2 separate regions of the Macaca mulatta genome follow, and region 2 is linked to region 1. The links are chromatin contacts, called in public Hi-C maps. All regions are on one chromosome and are shown on one strand. Each heading gives the region's core, a stretch centred on a gene start, on an enhancer-like site or on the middle of the called end of the contact. The rest is flanking DNA. Distances are from core to core; before and after follow the strand shown. Region 1 holds the start of SLC5A6 (solute carrier family 5 member 6). Region 2 holds the start of KHK (ketohexokinase).

Region 1 (3,018 bases), core at 341-2,840:
TTTTCTCATTGTCCTTGGCAAGTTTTTGCTGCTATGATAGAGATGATGGGAACCACTGGGGAGTAAGAGAAAACATGTCTGCTGTGTGCAAAGAACACAGAACACTATAGGGTTAGTGGTATAGATAGGTAGGTGGCCAGAGACAGGAAGGAAAGTCCCAGTGTGGGAAACGGAGGTACAGAAATAAAGACACTCTGCTGATGGGACTTCCTGATAAAATTCTATTTGCATGATGTATGGAGAATTCTCATGGATGGCCTGAGAGAGCCCCAGGGAAGACAGGAAAAACCTGACCTAGCAACAGACCAGAATCTGAGAACAGATCTATGGTTTTCTAAAAACTCTACATTGATCCAAACCTATGGACTTACATTTCTCCAGAAAGAGGGGGGCCAAGAGGAAGAGCTAGCTGTTGTTTCACTACAACTATAACACACTAAGGCACAAACAGCAGATTGTGGGAATGCCCCTTTTTTTTTGGAGACGGAGTCTCACTCTGTCACCCAGGCTGGAGTGCAGTGACACCATCTCGGCTCACTGCATACTCTTCATACTGAGTTCTTCAGTATGTTACTCTTCATACTGAGTTCAAGTGATTCTTCTGCCTCAGTCTCCTGAGTAGCTAGGACTACAGGCATGTGCTACCGCACCCAGCTAATTTTTTTTTTTTTTTTTTTGTATTTTTAGTAGAGACGGAACTTCACCATATTGGCCAGGCTGATCTCAAACTCCTGACCTCATGATCCGCCTGCCTCGGCCTCCCGAAGTGCTGGGATTACACGCGTGATGTGGGACCCCTTTTAAAAACCCGAACTCGGCCAGGCGCCGTGGCTCACACTTGTAATCCTAGCACTTTGGGAGGCAAGGCGGGCGGATCACGAGGTCAGGAGATCAAGACCATCCTGGCTAACACGGTGAAACCCCATCTCTACTAAAAATACAATTTAGCCGGGCGCGGTGGCGGGCACCTGTAATCCCAGCTACTCGGGAGGTTGAGGCAGGAGAATGGCGTGAACCCGGGACGCGGAGCTTGCAGTGAGCCAAGATCGTGCCCCTGCACTCCAGCCTGGGCGACAGAGTGAGACTCCTCCAAAAAAAAAAAAAAAAAAAACCTGAACTCACTTTGGTCACACACTGCAGTGGATCATACTGACTCCTACAAAACGCAATGAGACCACTGCAAGACTAACTGTTCCAAAAAGATTCCCTCAAAATCTATCCTGGAGCTTATAATTCCTCAAGGTGTGAAAGGCTTTAGGGGCCCTCAAAATGCTACTAGCTACTAACACCTTAGAAAACTTGCCAGTGAGCTAAACGTAAACCTTTCAGGAACTTCCAGGCAGACACCATGGAGGGAATGTGGAAGGGAAGCATGGGTCGGCTACTCGAGATGATCGCTTGGGTTGGCATTAAGGAGCTTTTTGGCTGGCCCTAACCAACACTGTCACTCCGGGAGCAGGGATCCCCTGGCGTCCTTCAGTCAGGGCGCTGGCCCACCCGGGGCAGCGACGCACTCCCTTACCTCCGTGGTTTAGTCCGGGCTAGGAAGATCCCTTTGTGCTTCCTGAGATCAACATCGCACCCTTTTCCTGGGAAGGCAAAGAAAATGAATTAGGGAAGCGTCTATCCCGCTCCTACCTCCTCGCCAGGCTCCGGGACGCTACGCGCTATCAGGATTGAGGTGAAGGGGACTACGTGCCCGGGGCGATCCAGGCTCCTGCCCTCCCGCCGGAGTCCGCGATTTGCCCTTCCCTCCTCCATCACCCTCACCCTCGTTCTTTCCTGGTTTCCCGCTTCCCTCTACGCGGCGGAGACCACCACCTTACCGCGCACACTTCGTATCTTCTCAGTCCCACGCCGGAGGCCGGCTCGCTCCGCCCCTCCCCGCCCCTCCCCGCCCCCTTGCCCCTTTGCCCCCGCCCCAGCTCAGACGCCGCTCCCTGGGGCCTCTCTGCACCGTCTCACGCTCTGCAGGCCCACCTGCCCGGTCTCCACACGTGGGTAGCCAGAGCCCGGCCGCTGCGCCCTGGCCGGGAACCCGCGGGGGCCCCGCCCCCTGCCCGCCCCCTGCCCGCCCCGCTCGCTGCGCCGCCATGTTTACTGAGGGCGGATGGAGGAACCCGAGTCTCTTCGAAGGCGCGACCTTGGCTTCCGGACGCGGGGAACACCCGGCTGAGGGAGCCTGCAGTCGGCTCTGGGAAGCCGCGCGGCGACAGGGGTCGCCTTCATTAAAGGGGAAAAGGAATAAGGGGTAGCCAGTGTCCCCGAAAGAGGGCTGGGGCGCATGAAGACCAGCGCAGAGTTCCGCGAGCAGGAGAAACCCCCAGCCAGCCCCAGGGCGAATGGACCGGGTCGCTTAGGCCACGCCCGGGGAAGAGGGCCTGACGCGCTGCGGGGCGGGGCCGCGGGGCCGGGTCGCGTGAGCACCGGAGAACTAAGGGAGCGGAAAATGGCGTCTCACGGCCCGGGTAGTCTTACGACTCTGGTGCGCTGGGCTGCCGCCCTGCTCCTCGCTCTGGGCGTGGAAAGGGCTCTGGCGCTACCCGAGGTACAGAAGCAAGTTTGAGGTCGGGCTGAAGCAGGGTCGCTCGCCAGCCGTGCGTCTCGCTCGCCCGCGGCTCCCCCTTCCCCTCGGCCGGCCTGCGGCTCTGATTTCGTCCCTGACCCTTTCCGACCCTGCCCAGCCGGGTCCTGTTCCCGAGTGCTCACGTCGTGCAGGCTTTCGGCGCCCCAGTCCTGCCAACTTCCAAAGATCTGTGAAACTTGATCTCGTCCCTTAATTTTTGAGTAACTTTTAAGTTATTTCTACAGACGGGTCCTCTGGCTCTTGTGAAAGCTCTCTACGCCCGAACACCATATATCGTGCAGTGGTAGGACTGTACTTTGTTTTGTAATGCTTGATGAGTTATTTACCTACCTCCGGTCCTTTTAAACCAGGCCAAACTGGGACTTGAGAAGTCTTTGCAGAGAGCATAATAAATATGTTTGAATAGTGATCTTCAGAGATGAGGACCTTCC
Region 2 (3,018 bases), core at 312-2,811, 140 kb before region 1:
CCTTTAACACCCACCCTTCCTGCTCAGGAGTGGAGGGGGCACCAGCAGCCCCTGTGCCCCGAGTGGCATTTTCAGCTGCCCTGAGTTTGCCCCGGTCTGAACCAGGCACGGTCCCCTTCGACAGAGTCCTGCTCAATGATGGAGGCTATTATGATCCAGAGACAGGTAGGCCTGGGAGGGGCTGGGTTGAACAGTTGGAGAAATGGGTAAGGTGTGCAGTGTTATCTTCCCATTCTTGCCTCTTCCGACAGTGTGAATCTTTTCATTCTCTGATTTGGGGAGACCTCGGCTCTTTCTTCATTTATTCATTCTCAGCCAGTGGGGAGAAGTAGTAGTCATTCATTCATTCATTCATTCAGCAGATCTCTACTGGGGTCTGCTCCTGCCCAGGCACTGTTTTAAGGGCTGGGGATGCATAGTGAACAAAGCCCCAAGTTCCCTGCTGCTTGCATTCCAGTGAGGGGAAAAGACCCAGCGGGTCCCTCCAGAGTCCAGGAGTTCTGGTGCGCTCCCCGGAGCTTCCCTGGCCCCCCTGACTGCTATCCTTGTTCCCAGGCGTGTTCACAGCGCCACTGGCCGGACGCTACTTGCTGAGCGCGGTGCTGACTGGGCACCGGCACGAGAAAGTGGAGGCCGTGCTGTCCCGCTCCAACCAGGGCGTGGCCCGCGTAGACTCCGGCGGCTACGAGCCCGAGGGCCTGGAGAATAAGCCGGTGGCCGAGAGCCAGCCCAGCCCGGGCACCCTGGGCGTCTTCAGCCTCATCCTGCCGCTGCAGGCCGGGGACACGGTCTGCGTCGACTTGGTCATGGGGCAGCTGGCGCACTCGGAGGAGCCGCTCACCATCTTCAGCGGGGCCCTGCTCTATGGGGACCCAGAGCTTGAACACGCGTAGACTGGGGTCCCGCCCGACGTGTCTACGCCGGCTGAAGAGACAGCGGGGGCGGCAGGCTCCCGGGGTCCCGCCTGGGACGCAGCACCCAGCCCTGGGCGAGCGCCGCACCCGGGCCCGCAGCGGCACCGCGCCCAGAGGGGCCTCTCCCCAGGCCCGGGGCGCGCCGGCTCAGGGAGGCCCGGGGCCGCCCATGGAGACTTTTGGCCTGGCGCGATACCTCCGGAACCCCTCCAGGGCCGGCCTGCGGAAGAGCCGATCCTCGCACCCTCCGCTCCCTCCAGTGGCCCTCCAGGCAGAGTCCCTGGGGCTCCAGGCTCCCCCGCGCGGGCGCCGCCCACCGCCGTACTAAACGATCCAGGAATAAAGACACTTGGTTTTTCTAAAAAAAACTAAACGAACCGTTCTGCTCCGGTACGGGGTCGGGGGCTGCCAGGCGTGCACAGGGCACGGGGCGGGAGAGACCGTGGCCTCCGGAGGGAACCCCGGGTACCGCACTGCGCTCGCCGCCTCCGCCCGGCTCGGGGCTGCTGGCGGTTGGCTCAGGCAGCAAGCGGCGCCTGCCCCGCTTCTGCGACATCTCCCTAGCGTCCCGCCCATTTCGCCGGCGTCCGCCAGGGGGCGCTCGGCGTTCCCGCCACGTGAGGCTGCCGCCCACCCGGCGGGTCCCGCTGCTCCGCGGCGGAGGCGTGGCCTCGGCTGGGACTAACCCGGGCGGGGCCGGGCAGCCGCGACCACGGTCTTCAGGCAGGGCTGCAGATGCAGGCCCAGCTCTACCTCGCGGGCCCAGGGTCGGGAGTCCGAGACGCAGGTGCAGCAGAGGGCGGGGCACGTAGCGCATTTCCAGCGCATTTTCTCTTTGCATTCTCGAGATCGCTTAGCCGCGCTTTAGAAAGGTTTGCATCAGCTCCGAGTCCATCTGACAAGCGAGGAAACTGAGGCTGAGAAGTGGGAGGCGTTGCCATCTGCAGGCCCAGGCAACCTGCTACGGGAAGACCGGGGGCCAAGACCTCCGGGTTGGCTTTCCCAGGCCAGCTTGGGTCTTCGGGTGTCGGGAGCAAAGGCCCAGCTCCTTTCGTTTCCTGCACCCCTCGCCGCTGCAGGTGGCTCCCTGGAGGAGGAGCTCCCACGCGGAGGAGGAGCCAGGGCAGCTGGGAGCGAGGACACCATCCTCCTGGATAACAGGCAGAGGCCGGGAGGAACCCGTCAGTCGGGCGGGCAGGAAGCTCTGGGATCAGCCTCATGGAAGAGAAGCAGATCCTGTGCGTGGGGCTAGTGGTGCTGGACGTCATCAGCCTGGTGGACAAGTACCCTAAGGAGGACTCAGAGATAAGGTAGGGGCGCCCAGGTCCCCTAGGGGACCCCAGCGGCTGCTGCAGTCCAGCATTTGTGCCAGCGACCGAGGCTGCAGAGACCCCGCAGTGAGGCCCTGAGAGCCCAGCTTCAAGGCCGGACCGGCGCCCTCTACCCGGGAGTCCTGGGGGGGCTCCCAGTATGAGAGAAGAGAGGAAGGAATGAGGTCTTTAATAAGACGACCCAGGATTTAATAGCATTGTGTTAGCCAATTTCCATTTCAACTTAGGGACGGTGTCAGGCATCAGGATCCCCATTTTACTGATAAGCAAGTATAGATTCAGAGACGAAGGGGCTTATCCAGGGGCACACAGCTACCAAGGTGCAGGACCCGTTTCCTGCTTCTGCTGCTTCTTTTTAAACCCACTTGCCTCTCATCAACATTTACTTCTAACTTATTTATCACACATATCTCGCACCTATTCCTGAGAAAGATTTGAGGTAGTTTACAGTAAAAAGTATGTACAGTTACACTGTTGCAGAACATTTAAGACCGTGGTATTTGAGCTTTGACTATAGCTCAGAGCTTGCTGGTACTGGAGGCAAACATGAGATGTCATGGTTTATGTATGGATAGAACTGATTCATGAGCCCCAGCAAGCTTTTTCCTGGTGCTAAATTCCAAGAGGAGTTTACCAGAAGTCCTCTTCACAAAGGTCAGTGAACACTGTTTAGTAGTGGAAACATCCTTCTCAGTTGTCTGCTGGAAACTGAAGTCACTTGTTGGTTCTTTTTTTTTTTTTTGAGACAGGGTTTCATTGTGTCCTCCAGGCTG

Evidence for each region. Hi-C and Micro-C count contacts between places; a contact is called where the count stands out from the background.
Region 2: a contact with region 1 is called in a Hi-C map of liver, with 2.4 times the contacts expected there. The contact joins the promoter of KHK here to the promoter of SLC5A6 in region 1. A contact is called at or near these places in 2 of 14 Hi-C or Micro-C datasets (fetal cortex germinal zone and liver).

The regions. Positions count from the first base shown.
Region 1 is chr13:97,775,908-97,778,925 of T2T-MMU8v2.0, reverse strand. SLC5A6 (solute carrier family 5 member 6) reads right to left here and starts at 1,590. Exons shown (of 16, transcript NM_001266259.2): 1 at 1,523-1,590. It overlaps ATRAID (all-trans retinoic acid induced differentiation factor), which reads left to right and starts at 2,138. Exons shown (of 7, transcript NM_001193926.2): 1 at 2,138-2,548. The coding sequence starts at 2,285.
Region 2 is chr13:97,913,017-97,916,034 of T2T-MMU8v2.0, reverse strand. KHK (ketohexokinase) reads left to right here and starts at 1,561. Exons shown (of 8, transcript XM_077959977.1): 1 at 1,561-2,224. The coding sequence starts at 2,133. EMILIN1 (elastin microfibril interfacer 1) reads left to right here. Exons shown (of 8, transcript NM_001260908.1): 7 at 28-165; 8 at 556-1,252. The coding sequence ends at 893.